7 separate regions of the Mus musculus genome follow, and all the other regions are linked to region 1. The links are chromatin contacts, called in public HiChIP or PLAC-seq and promoter capture Hi-C maps. All regions are on one chromosome and are shown on one strand. The core of a region is the stretch at or near the end of the contact, and the rest is flanking DNA. Distances in the headings are between cores, read along the strand shown.

Evidence for each region. Promoter capture Hi-C pulls out the DNA fragments that hold promoters and counts their contacts. HiChIP or PLAC-seq counts read pairs in DNA pulled down with a chosen protein or histone mark.
Region 2: a promoter capture Hi-C map of hippocampal neurons shows a contact between it and region 1, with 4 times the contacts expected there. The contact joins the promoter of Ssr4 here to the promoter of Zfp185 in region 1. A contact is called at or near these places in 1 of 39 promoter capture datasets (hippocampal neurons), 2 of 115 datasets of contacts at active chromatin or transcription factors (double positive thymocytes and large pre-B cells) and 1 of 9 other capture datasets (adipose tissue).
Region 3: a contact with region 1 is called in an H3K4me3 HiChIP or PLAC-seq map of embryonic forebrain, with 4 times the contacts expected there. The contact joins the promoter of Abcd1 here to the promoter of Zfp185 in region 1. A contact is called at or near these places in 6 of 39 promoter capture datasets (the SN4741 cell line, cranial neural crest, hippocampal neurons and 3 more) and 2 of 115 datasets of contacts at active chromatin or transcription factors (embryonic forebrain and trophoblast stem cells).
Region 4: a contact with region 1 is called in a promoter capture Hi-C map of hematopoietic stem and progenitor cells, with 3 times the contacts expected there. The contact joins the promoter of Plxnb3 here to the promoter of Zfp185 in region 1. A contact is called at or near these places in 4 of 39 promoter capture datasets (the 3T3-L1 cell line, hematopoietic stem and progenitor cells, hippocampal neurons and 1 more).
Region 5: a contact with region 1 is called in an H3K27ac HiChIP or PLAC-seq map of embryonic stem cells, with 3 times the contacts expected there. The contact joins the enhancer-like site here to the promoter of Zfp185 in region 1. A contact is called at or near these places in 10 of 39 promoter capture datasets (3T3-L1-derived adipocytes, the C10 cell line, the HPC-7 cell line and 6 more), 1 of 115 datasets of contacts at active chromatin or transcription factors (embryonic stem cells) and 2 of 9 other capture datasets (adipose tissue and liver).
Region 6: a contact with region 1 is called in a promoter capture Hi-C map of liver, with 2.9 times the contacts expected there. The contact joins the promoter of Hcfc1 here to the promoter of Zfp185 in region 1. A contact is called at or near these places in 5 of 39 promoter capture datasets (cranial neural crest, hippocampal neurons, liver and 2 more) and 1 of 115 datasets of contacts at active chromatin or transcription factors (kidney).
Region 7: a contact with region 1 is called in a promoter capture Hi-C map of liver, with 4 times the contacts expected there. The contact joins the promoter of Pdzd4 here to the promoter of Zfp185 in region 1. A contact is called at or near these places in 3 of 39 promoter capture datasets (hippocampal neurons, liver and pre-B cells).

The regions. Positions count from the first base shown.
Region 1 is chrX:72,985,911-72,988,610 of GRCm38.p6, reverse strand. Zfp185 (zinc finger protein 185) reads right to left here and starts at 1,272. Exons shown (of 19, transcript NM_009549.3): 1 at 1,092-1,272.
Region 2 is chrX:73,785,665-73,788,364 of GRCm38.p6, reverse strand. It overlaps Ssr4 (signal sequence receptor, delta), which reads right to left and starts at 1,342. Exons shown (of 6, transcript NM_001166480.2): 1 at 1,059-1,342. The coding sequence starts at 1,125. It overlaps Idh3g (isocitrate dehydrogenase 3 (NAD+), gamma), which reads left to right and starts at 1,468. Exons shown (of 13, transcript NM_008323.1): 1 at 1,468-1,590. The coding sequence starts at 1,510.
Region 3 is chrX:73,715,346-73,718,045 of GRCm38.p6, reverse strand. Abcd1 (ATP-binding cassette, sub-family D (ALD), member 1) reads right to left here and starts at 1,449. Exons shown (of 10, transcript NM_007435.2): 1 at 116-1,449. The coding sequence starts at 1,015. Bcap31 (B cell receptor associated protein 31) reads left to right here and starts at 1,842. Exons shown (of 8, transcript NM_012060.5): 1 at 1,842-1,928.
Region 4 is chrX:73,755,830-73,758,529 of GRCm38.p6, reverse strand. It overlaps Plxnb3 (plexin B3), which reads right to left and starts at 1,427. Exons shown (of 35, transcript NM_019587.2): 1 at 1,380-1,427; 2 at 1-7. The coding sequence starts at 2.
Region 5 is chrX:73,593,268-73,595,967 of GRCm38.p6, reverse strand. No RefSeq gene overlaps it. Among named protein-coding and RNA genes, the nearest start is that of Gm52443, 12 kb to the right of the region's middle. Within about 2 kb of position 1,312, at least 39 of the 459 cell types and tissues checked have an H3K27ac peak or open chromatin away from gene starts, as enhancers often do. A contact at or near this core is called in embryonic stem cells, where this site is marked.
Region 6 is chrX:73,964,907-73,967,606 of GRCm38.p6, reverse strand. It overlaps Hcfc1 (host cell factor C1), which reads left to right and starts at 1,250. Exons shown (of 26, transcript NM_008224.4): 1 at 1,250-1,796. The coding sequence starts at 1,604.
Region 7 is chrX:73,823,650-73,826,349 of GRCm38.p6, reverse strand. Pdzd4 (PDZ domain containing 4) reads left to right here and starts at 1,381. Exons shown (of 8, transcript NM_001029868.2): 1 at 1,381-2,068. The coding sequence starts at 2,009.

The sequences.
Region 1 (2,700 bases), core at 23-2,522:
ACCCAAACTGGCACTGTTTGTGCAGAAGAGCCAGTTGAGGCCATGGGAAAATAAGAACTTCATAAGCTTCCTACTGCAGCTCTCCAGTTCAGAGCCCCTCACCATTATTCAGGTTTATCAGCCTGTGGAAACCTGCTTCCTGCCCATGACTAGAAATCCAAAGAACCATGAGAGCAAGACAAGACCAAGAGCAGGTGTCACCACCTACCTTAATGTCAAGAGTCAGTACCAATGGCTTGTGGAGAACACAACTCCCAACATACTTTATAGACTCCACAGCCTTGGAGGGGAAGGTGGGCCTGATAGGCTTCTCCTTTTACTCAGTGGAGCTGCCAGGTGCCACAGTACAGAAGGAAGTGGCATGGCCGACAGGAGGATCTGCGTTTCCAACCTTTCTCAGAGGCCAAGCTATCACTAAGCAGTTGCAAAGAGGATGAGGCTATTGGCTCTCCCCTGCTCCCACACAAACAATCCAGTTACAGAGACTGTGCACAGCAGATCCCGCTGATAACACCACAGTGACACTTGATTCGGCGCCTTCTGTCTGAGTATGAGCAGCTCCCTTCCCAGCCCTGAGGTCGCCCAGTGACCAGTACATGTCTATCACAAACCACCATTAAGTCCCTTTGCTCTGGGCTCCAGGCCAGTGAGGGGATTATTGAGTAAGCTTGCCTCTGTACCTCAGTTTCCTCATCTATAAAATGGGCACATTTTACTAAGGATGTGGAATTCTGTGATGCTTGCAACACACCAATTCTAGGCTCACCCTGCCCCATCCCCGCTGGCAGTCTACTAACAATCGGTCTCATCCACAAATGAGTAGGTCAGAGGGACTAGACCAGCCAGAGAGCCACCTGCTTTTGTTGGACACTCTGAGGAACGTTGCCTGTCTCTTCACTCGCGGTGAAAAGCAGAAACCGAGGGCACTGCCTCCCTGACGGGATTCCGAAGAGGGATGCTTGGAGCGAGTATGAATTATTGGTAGGGAAACTGAGGCCCTGGCTTGTGTCCAGGAGGACACGAACTGGGTGCTCCTTGTAGCCTCCCGGTGGTCGAGCCACTTCTTTAGGACGGCGACTCAACAACCCTACCTGGTACAGGTGCCCGGCTTGTGTGACGGGCAGAGGGTCGGACAGGCGTGGTGCGCGGGCTCCCTCGGGTGGGCAGCACTGAACCCAGCCGGGCCGCGTCAGCGGGCGCGGGAAGCGGTACGCAGTGGGAAGCGCGCGGGGCAACGAAGAGGCACGGACTGGGCTCCGCCCGCCCGAGAACAAACAGGTTTTCTCCGGCTGCTGGGAGCCTCGCCCCTCGCCCCTCCCCTCGGCCGGCCCCCTTCCTCTGCCCTCTCCTGGGGTAGGTAGATGCGCCTGGCACATTCCGCACATTCTCCAGCCGGTGTCCTCGGTCCTCCCACCCCTTCCCTGCTCCGCCCAATGGAGCTGCTGGAGAAATCAAGGCTGGGGCTCCCCTCACCCAGCTCAGAGCGAGCTCCAAAAAGTTTTGCCGCTATGGAAAACTTCCAGGCTAATTCCTCTGGGCTCCCAGCCCTGGGGCCAGGAGGACTCCACCACATGAAGGGCCCTCGCTGACTAGTGGCGTCCCTGCCTGCGCCCGGCGAGATCTGGCCAGGCTCTGGGCCAACGACTTCCACAGATGCTGGCGGGTCAGTTCTGTCGAGAACTACTGTGCCTAGATCCATTTTACAGATGGAGATCCCAGACAGGGGCGGGGAAAGGACCAGGCTTGGGGGCAGGGGGGTGCGGACTGATGGCTGAGATCATGCAGGAAGTCAGGCATAGGAGAAAAAAGTGAGCAAGAAACTTCTGTCTGGCGCCTGGGAAAACTTGTACCCTGGAAGGTCATTTTTGGAGCCGGCAGGTAGGCAAAACAGGACTACCTCTCAGGGCATGTCGGAAGACACACACATTCGGTTTAATAAATGACATTCATTCACAGTTTTTGGATATGTAATGTGTGAAAGGCACGAAGTGTGAGAATGTAGTAGGGGTGTCGAACATCCAACAAAGGCTCCTAACCCTCACTGTGAGGTCAGAGAAGTCCTTTCAATAGAGGAGAGAGTTAAGCCAGTGTGCACAAAAAATGATCAAAATGATAGACTACAAAAGAAAGAAAAAGAAAAGATAAAAGGAAGGAAGGAAGGAAGAAAGAAAGAAAGAAAGAAGGAAAGAAAGAAAGAAAAAAAGGAAGGAAGGAAGGAAGGAAGAAGAAAGGAAAGGAAAGAAAAGAAAAAAAAGGAAAAAAGAAAGATTAAAGTCCTGTTGCCAATTTTACAGCAGTGGCCCTCAAATCTACTCACTGTCGTGTTTTCCTGTGACTTATCGCCCTTCCCATTTCAGCCATCACACAGTATGCATGCAGCTTCACTGGGTATATGACCAGATGCTAGCTGCTTAGAGCGCTTTCCTACAGCTTCTGGTTGTTGTTGGAATGAAAGCAGATGCTTTTAGAAGGCCTAATGTTTGACTGTGTTCAACCTCTGTCTGTAAGACCAGCCACCCCAGCACTCCACTGTAATCTCCCCGGCTTCCCCATGTCTTCTGACTACTTCTGTGCCCTCATACCTCAGACCTTTGTTCCTGCACTCATACTCTCTGCAGTACCCTTCCTATATCCCTTGCCACTGAACTCACCCAATCTTTAGATGTCATCCTCTCCTGCCTGCCACCTAGTCAAGTTGAC
Region 2 (2,700 bases), core at 93-2,592, 800 kb before region 1:
ACCCATCCAGGTGACAGAATGTCAAGACTGGTTCTAGTGTTTCCTGAGAGAAGTAAATTCTGGGCCCAAACACCAAACCTGCCCCTGTAAACTAAACACCCCTGAGGAAAAGTTTTCATCCAACTCTTCTCCAAATGTGATGTCTTGAAAGAATGACCGATTAAGCTAGAGAAGACCTTGTACCGGCATAAATGGCAGGAGGAAAATGCCTGGGAATGGCTCTCAAGGCCATATTCCACCAACCCTTCTGTGACCTGCTCAGCTGGGCCTTTCCCTGTAGACACTATGGAACCCCTAATAGATGTTACAGCCAGGTTTGTCTTTTTAAGACACTGCTAGCAACAGACTGAAGGATTCTCTGAGGGGTGGGTAGAAGGGATGGCCAGAGGCTACCTGTATGTACAGAAACCAAATCGTCCTTAGTTCAGGCTCTCAGGTCTGAGGTGCTAACATCTTTCAAAACACATGCCGGCACTCCAGATTGAGCTCAGCCCCACTACCACGTTACAGATGTCTCACAAATATCAACGGGTCTGTGCACGGTTCAATTTTGCTATGAACTTTGGGGTGGGATATACCAAGGCGTCACAAAAAGTCGAGGCTCTGGGCACTAAAAGCCCTTGCTCACTTCATCGGTTCCCTATCTAACTCGCCTAGTGCCCTTACTCTGATCTGCCTCCCTCTCTTAGGTTTCTCTTGGGGAAGCCTGGCCTATGCAGCATTGGTTCGTAGCTGCCAGCACTGCTCTTGTGCGACTACCTTTTGACACAGGAACCAGGGACATACATATCACCTTCCCTGCTGGAGCTGGTGGTCGGAGCATGGTACTGCTTTGGGGGTTCTCCCAAAAGCAGACAAGGAAGCAACCTGGCTGTCGGGTAAACGTGTGTGTGGTGCTTTGGTCGCCACGACACAACACCCATCGGGGGAAGATCCCGTCAGTAGCGACGAGCCCCGGGAAGGGCCAGATCCCCACCTCGCGCACACCCTTCCTCCCCCCAGCACCACCTGCCAACAGCAGGGGCGCGCCCCGAAACAAGCTCCGGCCAGGCCGCTACCTGAGCAGCAAGATAGGCCAGACAGCAGGAGTAGTGCCAGGGCGCCGAAAGATGCCATCGCCGCCATCGCCTCTTCTCTTCCGAGGGGAAAAGAGAGCAAGCCACCCTGGACATGCGGAGCAGACGAGGAAGCGCGACGCGTAAGCGGCCTCAGCACCCAATCGTGCGTCGGCGGGCTGGGTCGGGCATGGTGACGTCGCTGGCGGCACTGACGTGTCCGCTTCCCTAGCCAGGGTCCCAACCGGTCGCACTTCCCTCCTTCTCAGCCTTCCCCTCCCCAAGATGGCGGAACAGTGCTCTAGGCACCGGAAGGGGGCGTAAGAACCGGTGTGACTGTGCGCGTGCGTAATGCTAGCGTTTTCTCAACCCATACCCCGGATTTCTCGCTGTCCCCAACTGTCGCGAGAACGGTGCTTAATGTTTTGACCTGTAGAGGTCCTCACTTTTCGTCATGGCGCTGAAGGTGGCGATAGCTGCTGGCGGTGCTGCAAAGGCAATGCTCAAGCCAACTCTCCTCTGCCGTCCTTGGGAGGTGAGTGGTGAATGGGCGGTGGGACATTTGCAGGCTTACAGAGGGACTTAACACCCAATTGAGACCCGGAGTCGGGTAACGGCTCTTTGAGCAAACACGGAATTCGATTGGCTGTGCGAGCCATAGGAGGGGCGGGGAGAGGGCTGCACTCTGGGGTTCACTGGTTGCTTCTGCTGTCCGTGAGGCGGTTGGCCGAAATTGACTCTGATCTGGCTCCTCTGTGCCTTCCTCCGGAAGGGTTGGGAAGGTAGACCGCAGTAGCTAGGTGTCCCCTCCGTAGTGTCCTTGTGGAAGCCCTTTTGAAGAGGCCACGTGTCCTGGCCCACCTTGCATGTACCATCTAAGCCTGTTTCTGGACTCAGTTCCTCCTTGGTTTTCCCTCTCTTAGACTGCTTTGCCCTAGTGGAGGTGGAAAATCAGACTTTATCAGTATCTCTCTCGCTGTGTGTCTCTCGCTGTGTCCCCGCGTTCCCTCTCCCGGTTTCTCTCTGTCTCGTCGAACACGCGGTTTCTCTCTGTAGCCTGGAACTCACACTGTAGACCAGGCTGGCCTTGAATTCAGAAATCCTCCTGCCTCTGTCTCCCAAGTGCTGGGATTAATTAAAGGCATGCACCGCCGCCATCTGGCTATCCATAATCCTTGATCCCTCCAGATCTTCCGCCTACCAAGCACCTAGATACTTGATTCTAACCAAAAGGCCAACAAACAAGCCCAAACCCCTGTAATGAGAGTGAACCAGGGTTCTAAGACTGGAAGCTTCTAGGGCTTTGCTTTCCTGGTTCTTTCTTTGGAGTCTTGGTTAGCTGGTTTAGCTCCTGGGTAGCACTGCTTAGCACCAGAAAACCAACAACTAGCTCTGGGGAATAAGAGCTATGACCTCTAGGCCTTGCTCTTCCACTGACCTAGAATATGGCATTAGGCCAGCTCTCTTTTCTCTCTGGGTTCCAGTGAGGAGAGAGGACTTTATGTTCTCAAAGCATTTGCTGACTCTGACCTTCCAGAATGCCATGGGGTTTTTTGTTGTTGTTGTTGTTGGGGTCTTGGGGGCTTTTTTGTTTTGTCTTGTTTTGTTTGGGGAAGGGAGCTACATATGCTACATGAAATTCTAT
Region 3 (2,700 bases), core at 200-2,699, 730 kb before region 1:
CTTTAACATCAGCCTGAGAAGGCCTTGTTGGGCTTCCCTTACTGCTTATAGCTGACTGCAATAGGTCTCCCAGCCACCTCCTCTGCTATTTAAGCAGCATCTCAACCTGCCCCACCTCATGGCCCCCGTAGAAGGCAATTTCCTCTGAGTTGGCCACCACTCGAGAGTGCATGTAGCGCAGTTCCCCCTTTCGCCGTGCCTCCTCTGCCACTAGCTCCCCAAACTTGGGAGAGAAGGCTCGAAGCACGTTGGCTGTGAGGAACACCACCAGGCCAGCGATGGCTGAGGGCCAGGCTGTGCCAGCTCCTCGGGATCGGGCAGCTCGAAGGAGAGTGTAGGAGGTCACAGCCACATCCAGGAGTGGCTTGGTCAGGTTGGAATAAAGGTGGGCTACAGAGGCAGCAAAGGCTACCACATCCTCTGTCAGAGACTGATCAGGGTTTCGAAGTCGTCCATCCATGTTGCTTACTCGGTAGTAAGTCTGTTGGGAGAAGTAGAGTCCATAGGCATGAGCTACTAGACGGCTTCGGAAAGAAAGAGCCAGCTGGCCCTCTAGGTAGCGGATGGCACTGTTGATGAAAGTGGCAGGAAGGGCGATGAGGAGCCACTGCAGCAGTTGCCAGCTAAAGGCCCGCGGGTCCTTACGTACAATGCAGCGGGCCAGTCTGCCGTCCAGGCGGGCAACATACACAGACAGGAAAGTTCGGCTTACCAGGGCAGCAGAATGCAGGGCCAGCAGCCCTGTTTCCCGGCACAAGACTCGGGGGAACAGCAGCCTCAGGAGCGCCAAGAGCCGCTGCAGGAATACCCGGTTCATGCCAGCCTTGGTTGCGGTGGCTCCAGAGGCCTCTTGAGTGGGCTCCCCAGCTGGCACCTGAGGACCTCTGGCAGGAGTCAGACACTGCCGTACTAGAGGGTAGATTTTGTGGACTCCATAGGCTGTGAGGGCCAGGACCACAGCTGTGCGCTTCAGCGTGGTCACCCGTGAGGGCCGGGGAGTGGAGAGCACCGGCATGTCACCTGGACTGGTGAGCAGGCTGAGGGCTGGAACTGCTGCCTGAGGCTACAGTTGCAGACAGATCCTGGAAGGGTTGTTGCTCTGACCCAGGGCTCGTTGTCTAGGCAACTGGAAACCTTGAAGTGATCCCTGAGACTGTTGCTTTAGGCCCTCGCGGTGGTGCTGGGGCCCCTGGATCGGTTGGGTTAGAATCCTCCAGGGTCGTGGCCTCTTCAGGCAGCCCGGGTGGAGGAACTGGCTTCCCTCTACAGACTGTCCCCTTAGCCCCTGAGGTCAGAGCCTCGAGAGGTCTTAAGGAGAGAGGCTGTGTCTTTCCTTCCACCTCCCTCCTCTTACTGCTCCTCCCCCCCCACCCCCCGTGACGCCCCTCCCCGGGGCACCAGGCGTGTTTGTCCGCTGAGCAGCCCGGCAGTAACGACAGCGTCTACGCCAAGGCCCAGAATCCCCACCCACCTACCCCTCCCCAGGGGTGGTGATGGGGAAGAGGAGGCGGAGTTGAGGCAAGAGGCGGAGTCCGAGTTAGGGGTGCCCCACCCCGTTCTCGCCCTACCGTTGGACCCCTCCCCCTCTCCGACAACAGAAACGAAGCAAGTCCGCGTACACTACAGAAGCGGCCCCAGCCCTCCCGCCAAGGCGCCTCCAAGCTCCACCCCTGCGTGTCCGAAGTGTCAGAGGCGCGGCAGGGGGCCTTCAACCGTCAGCCTCTACTTCCTTTCTAGACCTTGGCAACAGGCCGCGCCTAAGGGCGGGGCGGGAAACGACAATGGGCGGAGCCGTTAGGGGCCTCTAGAGGACTTGTAGGCGGGGCCTGACGCGCGTTTCCGGTTTCCGCCCGCGGGCTAGGGGGCGGGCCTGAGCATTGGTGAGAGTTTGGTAGTTGCGGTGGGGCGTGCGAGTAGGCTGAAGCTCGGTAAGCTGGGTCCGCATGCATGGCTGACTTTCGGACCAACGAGGTTCCCCCCCAGTCCCTTCATGAGGGAGGAAGGCGAGCATCCCAGAAATACTGTGGGTTCTGGGAAGTGTAGGGATCCGGGCCGACTTCGGAGTTTAGGGCAGGATCAGGCATAGGGATGTTGTGGAGGTAGGTGGAGCGGGACTCTAGGGGACGCGAGGACAGGGGCCAGTCCTCCCCACCCCCCCCCAGAAGAGCTGCCCAGGTAGGCCCAGCTCCTCGAAAGCCACCTGGCGCTGTGGACTTGGGCGTTGTGGCTTGCTAGGGATGCAGGGAGGTCCCTTTTTTGGCTTCGGGAGAGACTTTCTGGTTCTGGAACTTTCTCTGGGTAAGGCCTGGACGTGCTCTGTGGAGACCTGTATTTGCTTTTGGCCTGGATTCCCGCCCTCTAGGAGTCGCTCTTGTGGGCCTTTTGAGAGTAAATGGAGGCCTACACCCTGTGCATTCGTGCGAGCATTCGGAAGGCCTATCTAGTTTTCAAAAGCAGCTTTAGAAGGAGGCTGGAGGCTACTAGGGTTATCAGCCCCTCATAAGCTCTGGAGGAAATGGGCCTGCTTTCTTGTGCAGAGGCTTAGGTGGTGGCGTTTGCAGAAAATACATGTATGAACACTGCAGTCCCAGTCCCACTGTAGAAGCGACTGGAAGACATGTATAGCTCCTGGCAGCAGAGGCTTCTACTCTTGGAAGGAAGCCTAATGGGTGCTGAGGTCCTTCTGTTTACGTACTGTTC
Region 4 (2,700 bases), core at 178-2,677, 770 kb before region 1:
ATAAGACCTGATGGGAGAATGCTAAAAATGCTTCATTCTTCAACAGGCAGAAGTGGGCAAGGGAAAGAATGGGAGCTAAACTAGGAAAGAGACATTACCAGAGGAAGGCAAAAGAGGCTAGAGAGACAGGGGAAGGAGGGGAGGAAGAGAGAGGAAGAGAGGAAGGGTGGGGGTACTTAGAGGGAGGCAGCCAGGAAGAGGACAGAAAAGACAAAGAAAGTGTCCTATAGATAGAGAAAGAGACAGGATGGAGATGAGGACACACACAAGGAAATAATTTTTTCATCTTCTGCTTTATTTGCATGTAGACTAGAAAGAGGACAGATCCTGAGAAGCTATAAAGGCATGACAGAGGAATTCTGAGTGACAAGGGCAGGAAAAGGGAGGGAAATGGAAAAAGGAAGTCGTGTCTGCGGGCAACTAGATACTGTCACCTAGACAAAAAGACATGATGATAAGAGAAGCCAGATCATCACATGTAAAGACAGGATACCCATGGCAAAAGGGACAGGGACAGAAAACCCACTCTATACAGTCAGAACCAGCTTCATATAGGAACCTTCACTAACTGGACAAGACAACCAAGAAGAGCTTTGGCTTCCGGCCAAGATGCAGCTAGACATAGGCACACTACTCCCAAAACAGTAATGAATAGGTGGCCAGGGCCAGGGCTTTAGACCACTACTGGGTGGCCAGTATAGAGGTGGTAGGAGAGCTTTGAGCCAGCCTAGATGGTTCTAGGGGAACTGTGAGGCACTAGGAGGCAACTCAGAGTACAAGAGTGATGGACCCCAGCATCTAGAGTCTGTGGAAACCTAGTTTTAGAAGGGTCCTCAATGTAGGAGCACTGATGAGAAGAGCCATGAAAGATCAGAGAGAAGGGAAGTAGGATAGAGGTAGCTCCAGGTGAGTGGAGAGGACCTTGAGTCTGAGGCACTGAGGACAGGTGCCAGTCCCCAGCTCTCCTCCAAGAGCAGTCAGCAGCAGCCACTGACCAACTGCCTAACTAGGTGACATCCAGACAGATTTAACCCTGCGTAGAGCTCTAGAAAGAGGGCAGGAGCTGGTGACAGTTCCTGAACTGAGTTGGGATCATCACAGTTAGTCATGTGCCCACCAGAAGCCACCCACTGCTACTCAAAAAGACCCCAAGTCCCCTTATCTCAAGAGCACAGACAGGAAATATACTTTTCTCTAGTGCCCATGTATCGCTGTGACAGAGGTGGGTGTGTGTAATGGAGGAGATGGGAGTTGTTACCCAAAAACGCAGAGGAGATGGAAGCTCCCTGCAAGACTGCTCTGTGCCCTAGTCCAGCCAAATTTATCCCTCTCTACATCTCTTTGGGACACCTTGGGGGACATAGGGCCCAGACACTTACCACCACTACGGAGTGCAGAAATGGGGTCTCCTCACATCAGCTGCCTCAGGGCAGTGGCGACGGGCACAAGATGGCTGTGGGGGGCATTGTCCTGAGTGGGAGGGAGACAGTTGAGGCTCAGCCCCATTCATGGTGGCCCTGGGGGAGGAAGGAGGCAGGGGAGGGGGCAAGGGCCTGGAGATCGGGCTCCACCACAGCTGGCAGCTTTGTCAATAGTGGCCTGGCCAAGGCAGCCCTGCCTCCACCCCAACAATGTCCCCTCTGTCCAGAGGCCCAGGCCAGGGACCTGCTATCTGGTGTTCTTACCCCCACTCTGGCTGTTCTAGCCAGGGAGCTCCCTGCCACTCCCCATCTCCAGGGAGAAACCCCCTGGGATGTAGAGACAAAAGGACAGGGTTTCCTTGAGCCAATTTTCCCCATGTGGTTCACAACTCCTGTGCCAGTGCAGAGTGCTCCCTCCCTGAGTTTCTCTGGGTCTCCGTAAAGAGCACTGGGTAGCCCTTAAGCCCCCACCACAGGGCCAAAGGCACTGAGCCCCTGAAATGACAGCCTCAGCCTCAGTGTCAGTAGCCTTGGTCCTGGCTGAAGTGCTAGTGCCAGCTGTCAATGCCTGTCTTTGTCCAGGCTAAGGCAGAGGAGGCACTGACAAAGACAGCTCATGGCAAAGACCTTCTCCCCCGCCTACTGGCTTGAGAGAAGATTGTCCCCACCCAGTCCTACCCCCAAGGACTGGCAAAGCTGTGCCAGGTACAGAATGGTAGTGGGGAAAATCAGAAGAGGATAATGCATGGGAGGGGCTGAGGCAGGGAGACCACAGGGGACTTTGCCAGGATTGAGCCCTGGGCTTCAGACATAGGACCAGAAGGTCCTTCCGGATGGGTCTGGATCCTTCCACCATAGGAGGGAAGGGAGTGCCAGTAGCAGCTGGCTCCCTTGCTGCTCTCATAGGGCACCTTGGGGGCCAACTAGCCTAAGGGCCCATTGTACAGGGACACTTTTACTTGCTTTAGAGTCTTTGCTACTTGTTTTTTTGTTGTTGTTGTTGTTTTTTGTTTTTGTTTTTGTTTTTCCCAGAGCTGAGGACCGAACCCAGGGCCTTGCGCTTGCTAGGCAAGCGCTCTACCACTGAGCTAAATCCCCAACCTCTTTGCTACTTCTTTAGTTCACAGTAGCAACAAGCTTCAGGGTGAAGTGGCAGGTGGCCCTTACCATCTGGCTGAGCCAGTTGGTTGATGGTGGGGTGGGGAACCAAGCAGACAGCCTCCTTACATTGCACCGAATTCCAGGATGATGCCAGCTTTCTCATTTTGGGTCAGAAGTT
Region 5 (2,700 bases), core at 63-2,562, 610 kb before region 1:
AGGACTGTATCTAGCTCAGAACTAAATGACTCATGATAAAATCCAAATTTTCTTCATATAATGTATTTACTCACAAGAAAAAACACTTTTAGATAAAGGTCCTTTTTTGTGTGGAAGGCAAAAGAAAAACTCTTAAACATTCCAGCATAGAAGACAGAAAAGGACAAAGGTTGGATGTGGCAGGAGTGGCCTCTGGGCCACTAGTTGACCCTTAGACGGAACAGGGACTGAGCCGAAGTTGCTTGGAAACTGCTGAGCTGTATTAGATTCCATAGAACAGAAGCCCAGATAAGAGCTCACTGTCCCCACAATACTGATTTGTTGAGGTGACCTTGTGATCTGTTAAATTACAAAAAATTGGGAGAAAATAAGGGGTTATTGCAGAAGCAGCCACAGTCTGCTGCACCTGGAACTATCAGAGCCCTTTCCAGGCGCCTAGTCTGGCTCTGTTCACGGCACTCCTTGTGCCTGGAGGGCACAGGCCCTGTTCTCTAAGACCTTTGTCCAGCTTCTAGCCTTGCCATTACCTCTCCTAAGCCTCTAAACTGAAGGCTGGACCTCTAGTTCTGTCCTCCATTGTCTCTCAAAGTAACATTTTGTTAATGGTTTAACCCCCCCAAACTCAATGAAGAGTTAGTTCAAAGAGTGCCACTAGAAGAGAACTGTCTCCACCCCCCCTCCCCCAGCCAGGGATTGCTCAGAGAGTAAGCTTTGGAAGAGCTGGGTGTGGGGATGAGGGTACTTGCTGGACTGGACTTGCTGGATGGAGCCTTTGTCAGCCGGCTAGAATTTCTGAAGGCAGAAGGGCTATCTGGGGAAAGTTAATGATGGGTGCTGGGAAAGAAAAGCAGACATCCTTACCCCAGCTCTTTTCTGCTTTTGTATGGGTCTAGAGCCTGAGAGGGGCCGGGGAGGGGTACGAATCCTTGTTTGGAGAGGGCACTGGGCTACAGGCACTGGTGAGACCTAAAGAAGGGTTCCAAAGGAGGGGGCAGACAAAGATACCACTCCTCACCTCAACCCTCAACTTTGGCTTAAAAAGAGCCTTGCCTTCCCCAGCTAAGGAGGGGGTGGGGAGGAGCAGAGATGGGAGGTCAGGCCACCTCCCTCTCCATTCCAGTCCTTTCCAGCTCCGAGGATGTGGGGAGGGGGAAGGCTTACAGGGGATTTGAGTCTGGGCTGAATTTTAACACTGAAAAAGACCAGAAAAGTTAATGGGCGGGAGTGGGGGGAGGTGCAGAATACACAGTGAGCGGCATAAACAAACTCCGGTGAACTGCACCAACAGGAAAGGTCTGGAATGGCCGGCAGAACGTCCGGAAGTGCTGGAGGGCTGCGGGCCCAGGTGTAACTCCCCCCTTCACTCCTGAGCTCTGGTGGCCAGCCTGGAGCCTAGCTTCCACCGTGGGGGGTCTCTCTTCACTCTCCTCAGTTCCAGGCAGGACAGATCCCAGAGCGGCCCACCCCCCTCCTTGAAAGGATAGCTGGCCCTCTTCTTTCAAAATAGCTGTATTGACTTGTGGCCTTCTGACTCTAGGAGACATTTCCAATGAGCAAGGGGAGGCTAGGAGGTGGGGTGGGAACAGATAAGAGTGGACAGAAAGCACTGGGTTGAGAAGTCCTTTAGATGGCAACACCTTGCTTTGCTTTCCTAGGAGGGTGTCAGGGGGAGGGCCTGCTGCTCTGGGTCCAACAGGGAAGCTGCAGCAGGCTAAGCTCAGACCTATTTGCAAATTTCTAGCTCTTCTGAATATATCGTATTCAGCTAGCTTGGGACTTTTCTGGAAGACAGCCTTCTGCTAGGCTTCTCTGGCCAGAAGAGAAGATGGGTCCCAGAGTTCTGAAAAACATGTTCAATGGTCAAACCAACAGCATGTTCTGTTTCTGCATTTGTTGGCTTTAGCCTGCCTCTCTTCCTTTGATCTATGAGCTCAAGAGTATGTGTGGGCTCCCATTTCCTCTCTGAATCTTGGTTGGATCTAAGACCATTTGCTACCCCCGGTCTCTTTTTGGTAGCTCTCAGCTGCACCCAGGGCCATCACTTCCACACAACAGGCTGCCTGATGGCTGAGAGGAAACCATGGCAACAGGAGGCAGAGAGGATATTCCCATTACCCCTTAGAAAGGGCAGCCAATTTCTGGGACCTGAGCCCATTTATTCACTACTTGTGTACTTTGCGATGCATTTCAATTTTGGAGAGATGGCACTGAGAGTATTGGGCCTGAGTAGGGAGACAAGTGGCATGCTTTCCTTTTTCTCCAAAGAGCACTGAAGTACTGCCTCCAACCTCCAAGGCCATTTCTGAGTTCATACATATCTCCAGAGGACAATCTGATCCCCTTTTCAGACAGTCAAGGGGAAATGTATTAGGGGTCACTGGGGACATTCCTCACTACCTGAACTCTTCTGAACAGGTTTCTCTTCTATTTCCAGCACGAGGACCCTTTTAGCGCTTTCAGGCCAGGTGCTGCTTGTGATTTCCTGAGGCGTTGGGGGTAGAGGAAGAGAGCATTCCTATGAGTCAACACTCTAACCGCCTGTGCCTAGGGTGCCCCACCACACGTGTGCACACGCAGCTGGGTGACTTTGGGTCTAGACAACTCTGCCCCCTAGTGACAGGATGAAACTAACATACAGGCCAGAGATAGGGGAACAAACTACCCCAGCAGCTAGAGCTCACTGGAATTCCCTAGGGGGTC
Region 6 (2,700 bases), core at 1-2,500, 980 kb before region 1:
GCCTGCAGCTACCCGCTGTAGCTGGGTTCTAAGTGTCGCAGAGTGTTCGGAGCGGGAAAAGAGATGCTTCTCAGCAAAGGGTGCAATCGCAGTATTCTTTGCCACCCTTAACTACCATGTGTCATGCCGCCACTGCTAGTTAAAGGCCATTTCTCTGGTTTGTGTCCCATCAGCGACCTGGGAGACAGTTCCCAGGGGGCGTGGCCAAGCGACTGAACGGAGTTAGATTTTCATCCGGGCATCCCTAGATGCCGCGGCCATCTTTGTTTTGTGCTGAAACTCGCTATTGACGCCCGCAGACGACCGGGCGTGGGGAAGTGGCAAGATGGCGACTCCCAGAGTGGAGGCGTGGAAGAGCCCTGGTGGGGGGGAGTGCAGGGCGGGGCACTACTGCACCTGACCTGAACTCTACTGTCTCTAGCTTACTGCACAGAGCACCAACTCGCCCGCAAATAGACAACGCACTGGTTTTTAAAGAAGCTTTTAATTCTTTATGAGCTTTGGGTCCTTTAAGAGGCTTGAGACCAGAGTCAAAGACGTGCGAAGGCGGGGAGGAGGGGGAAAGGTGACGTCTTCTGACCCCGCCCCCTCGCCCGATAGCCGCCATGTTTAGTTGTTACTTCTTCACACAAGATGGCGGCTCCCAGGGAGGAGGCATGATCGCCCTGCCGTTACCGCTTCTTCTGCCGTACAATTGTCACTTCGGGTCTTAACTCCTGCTCTTTCGAGCGGCTCCTGTGGGAAGGAGTCTTAAGGAGGGAAGCGAGGATTGGACGCTGCCTTGCGTTTGGTTTGCTGTGGAAGAACTGTCCAGGAAGAAGAGGATAGGTGGGGTGGGGGGGGGAAGAGAAGCTAGTCTCAAGATGGCGGCTCCCAGGGCGGCCGCCACAGCCTGAATAGCAGAGGCGGACTCAAGGGAGAGGTGCAAAACCTCTCGAGCCATACGGGTCGGGGCTTCGAGCAGCAACTGAGAGTTGGAGCCCGTTCCGCCAGCCTCTGACACGCCTTTATTACTTAGGAACGTTGGGGTTCTGCGATCGGTGGTTGTACTAAGTGCTGGGTGGGGAAGCAGGACGGTTTCAAGATGGCGGCTTCCACAATTGTGGTCTGACTGTCGGCGAAGTTGAGACAACCGCGGCATTTGTGGCTCTTTTCCACCCGCCCCGGAAGCCAGCCAGTGCTGGGGACGGGGGGTGTGGGAACCGGGCCGGGGCTCCGCCATTTCCGGCGGGGGAGGGCTACGACTGAGGAAGGGAGGAGAGAGAGGCGGCTCAAGATGGCGGCTCCCAGAGCCTCCTGCTCGAGGTTCTAAGCGGGAACACCCAGGCAAATAGTTAGAGCGACGGCGCTCAGTGGCCTCCAGCTTCTCGGGAATAGGTGCTCTGCAGTTCTGAGAAGCTTTTAAGGATACGAGCTGAGTGAGAAGGGGGGGAAGAGCCAAAGGAAGGAGGATAGTTAAGATGGCGGCCTCCATGGAGTCGTCCACCGCTGTGTAAGGAGCCGCTTCTTCGTGAGAGCTGCCTTAGACGAAAGGGGGTGTGTGAAGAATTAAGGGTATCCTCCCATTCAGTGACCTCTTCCCACTGCATCCTTAACCGGAACTATGGCTTCGGCTGTGTCTCCCGCAAACTTGCCAGCGGTGCTTCTGCAGCCCCGCTGGAAACGGGTGGTGGGCTGGTCGGGTCCCGTGCCCCGACCCCGCCACGGCCACCGTGCAGTGGCTATCAAGGAGCTTATAGTGGTGTTTGGCGGCGGCAACGAGGGGATAGTGGACGAACTACACGTGTACAACACTGGTAAGTGCTACCGCCCTGGGTTTCTCAAAGTCTTCCCTCCATCTCTCTCCTAACCCTTCTTTTCCCTATCTTCTCTTTTCCTATCTCACTCCCCTGATGTGTTTTCCTTCTCTCTTTGCACTTATTGCCATCTTTGCTTTCTCCCTGATTTTTCAACCCCCGTTCTTACACCCCCGTACTCTTCTGTGTTTAAAGGTTGCATTTCGGTACTTAGAGAAACCCTCTACTCCGACTGGTGAGGGGGAGGGGATGTCGCGGGCGACAGTGACTTCAGACGTACACCGTTACCCAGTGGGCTGGGGCTGGCGCGGCAGCGGATGTGTTCTCTTGGCGCAGGCGGAATCCTCCCCCCTCCTGCGATAGTCCTCATCTCCAGCGCCCATGCTCGTTCGGGAGAAAAGATAATATTTAGATCACAGATCCGTTCTCTACACCCAGAAAAAAAGAGGGAAGCATTCTTTAAGGTGCAGGCTTTTAACAGACTAATGAGACCCTCGTGGCAAATACGAATGGCATGATGACTATACTGCCCCCCCCTACACACACATGGGGGTATTGTACCAGTTGTGAATTTTTGTAGTTTTTTTTTCCTTCAAATTATTTCTTTTCCTAATCTGGTGCCTTAACAATTGAGTTCCCCCACCCCGCCCCCCATAGCAGACTGGAGGGCTCAGTGTGTCTTTTGTGTGTGTGTGTGTGTGTGTGTGTGTGTGTGTGTGTGTGAGAGAGAGAGAGAGAGAGAGAGAGAGAGAGAGAGAGAGAGAGATTGAAGGGGTTAACTAGTGCCTCCTTCCCCAAACCCAAGCCCTTGCAAATTGGGAGGAGCCTATCTGCAGGTATAGCTGATCTAAAGCCTGGCCTCTGTCCCCTCCCTTATGGGAGCCACATGTTGTTCCTTGCTTGC
Region 7 (2,700 bases), core at 132-2,631, 840 kb before region 1:
AAGAAAGAAAGAAAGAAAGAAAGAAAGAAAGAAAGAAAGAAAGAAAGGAAGGAAGAAAGGAAGGAAGGAAGGAAGGAAGGAAGGAAGGAAGGAAGGAAGGAAGAAAGACTTGTGCTAAGTTCTGTGGGCTAGGCTGGGGGAAAATGTTTTTGATGACTGGTCAGGACCTTGGTGAAATACATACAATTAGAAGGTAAAAAGATTTGGAGAGGATATTTCTAAGAGACTGCTCTTGAAGTAAGGTGATCTAGATCTTATGCTGTAGGCATGAGGAAGCTCAAATTACAGGGCAGAGGGGGCTGTTGTGGCAGTAACCATGGTGGAAGGACTAGGGTCCATCTCCTCTCCCCGGGGCTGATCTAAACACAGTGCCTCCCATCCACAGACATTTGTACTGAGCTCTCAAAAAGGGTATTCCTCAGGAAGATCTACTGGTCATCTCCTGAAAGGCTCAAGTTTTGCTTTCTGGGAAAGACAGTTTATAAGCACTCATACTTCCTTTCTGGATTTCAGGTTATTCCTATTTCTGTCTTTTGAACCAAAGTGGGGGTGGAAAGGAAAAGTATTGAAGCAGCCTCCCCCAATACTGTTAATTAAACATTTCTATGCTGTTATAAATCCCCTCACTCGCCAGAGCCTGGAGATAAAGACCAGACAATTTTATCAAAGGATCTTCTGCAGGTAAGAGGGCTAAGCAGCTCTCTCAGGCAGCCTCTGGGAACCTAGCTTTCAATCGGTCATTGTTATCTAGCCAAAGGCCATCTTTTCCTCTGGTTTATCAAGAAGAGGGGCAGCCTGTGGGAGGGAAGAGGCTAAAGGAGAAGTGTGAGGAGGGAAGGCTGGAACTGAGAAACAGACAGCGGTTTCAGTGCAAGCAAGGGGGGTGCCCATAAAGGCCCCAAAGAATGAGGCTTCTCTGTAGTTCTCTTGCCACCTACAGCACCCCCACGTTTTTCTTCTAAACAAAGGTATCCGTTTCAGAGATAGCAAGGGAATGGCTCAGTTAAAGCAGGGAACCAGTCTTTAAAGAGAGACAGAGGAAGGAGTACAGACATTGGGGCTGATACATTTAGAACCTGGGAAAGGGGTGAAATAGCCTCTCCTTGAGACCAAGGCCCTGAACTCTCTTCAGGAGTCCAGGGAAGCTTCTTCTTCAGACAGGATCCTCTTTTCTCAGGGACACACCTAGCAGACAGGTCCACTAGACACCTCGCCCTCGGACATTGGCATTATCTGGTCTCAGGGACTCAGGCCCCGCCCTCAGCTCCCTGCGCCGACTCCTGAGGCCCCCTGCCGCTCCCGCCCGCACCCAGCCTCTGCTTCTCCCACGCGCGTGCGCCCCTTCTCCGCACACCTCCCCCGCTGTTGCTGCGGGCGCGCGCGCGCGCGTTCCGGTGTTCCAGGCAGGAGCTGGAGACAAGCGACCGGCTGTGGGCCAGGCTCTGAGAGAGCGCCGTGAGCTAGAGAAGCGGGACCCTGCGAGGCTACAGCTGGCGTGGGCCTGGCCGCCTCTCCGTCGGCGGGCCGGGCCACGTCGCCAAGCCCAGAGGCTGGACTCCCGGGGCTGATGGCCATGGGCGGGAGCTGGAGACGACAGCGGCAAAGGCAGCGGCAGCGGCCGGCCCCGCGGGCGGGGAGCCGTGTGGCCCACGGCCCCTGACAGCCCCTGACGGCCCCGGCGGGCAGGCGCGCTCCCGCGCCTCCTGGGGTGGGGGGGCCGTAGCCAGGCAACGCCCGGCGCGCCCGCCCATCCCCCGCCGCCCTTTTTTTCCCCTGGCTGGGTGCGAAGGAGCATGCCTGTGTCTGGCCTCGGCCAGCAAAGAGTTAAGTCGAGAGGCTTGGAGCTGCCTTCCTCTTGGGGGCGTGCCCCCCTCCCCCGCTAGGCGGCTCGGCCCCCCGGGGTAAGGTATGGCCCCGGGCCCAGGCCCGGGACCCGTGGTCCCACGCACTGGCCAGTGAAAGATACCTTCCTCTTCCCGCTCTCCTCTTTCCCTCGCCGGCCAGCATCATGGGATGTAATATGTGTGTGGTCCAGAAACCGGAGGAGCAGTACAAAGTGATGCTTCAGGTAGGGCGCCTGGGCTGCTGGGGAGAGGGTCGCAGCCGGACCTAGGAAAACTGTAAACCCCGAGGGGGAGGGCCAGGTAGAGTCAAGAAAGGCAGGTGTGGGAGGGCGAGAGGGCTCGAGAGAAAAAGGTAGGGAGCTGATCTCGCCCTCAGATTATGGGTTGCTGGGTGCTGGCGCCCTGTGGGAACCATCCAGGGATGGAAGGAACTGGGTGAAGAAGATATGTAGGTGTTCAAGGCACATCACCTGGCACTCCGAGTGCGTAACGACCACTAACCATGTGTCCAGATCAGCCCAGGTGGGAAGTTAAGATTCTGTCCCGGGACAGTGAGGCGCTCAGTGGCCCGCGCGGGATGGAGGTTGCATAGCAACGGTCTGGATTCCCGGCACATGGTCCCAGGGTTGGAGCCTGACCCAAAGAAGCAGTGAAGTGCCTGCGGGACAGAGGCCGAATCCCGGGCCTGGCAGGCCAGATTTAAAACGTCGTCAATGGAGCTGGGTTTGAGTACCCATTTTCCCATCCACTCTCTAGACTAAGTCACGACTGTCGATTTCAGGGCCTCAGGCATTTTGGGTGAGTGGGTGACGCGGGGATCGATCGGTGGTGCCCAGCACGTGCTCTGCCTGTTGGC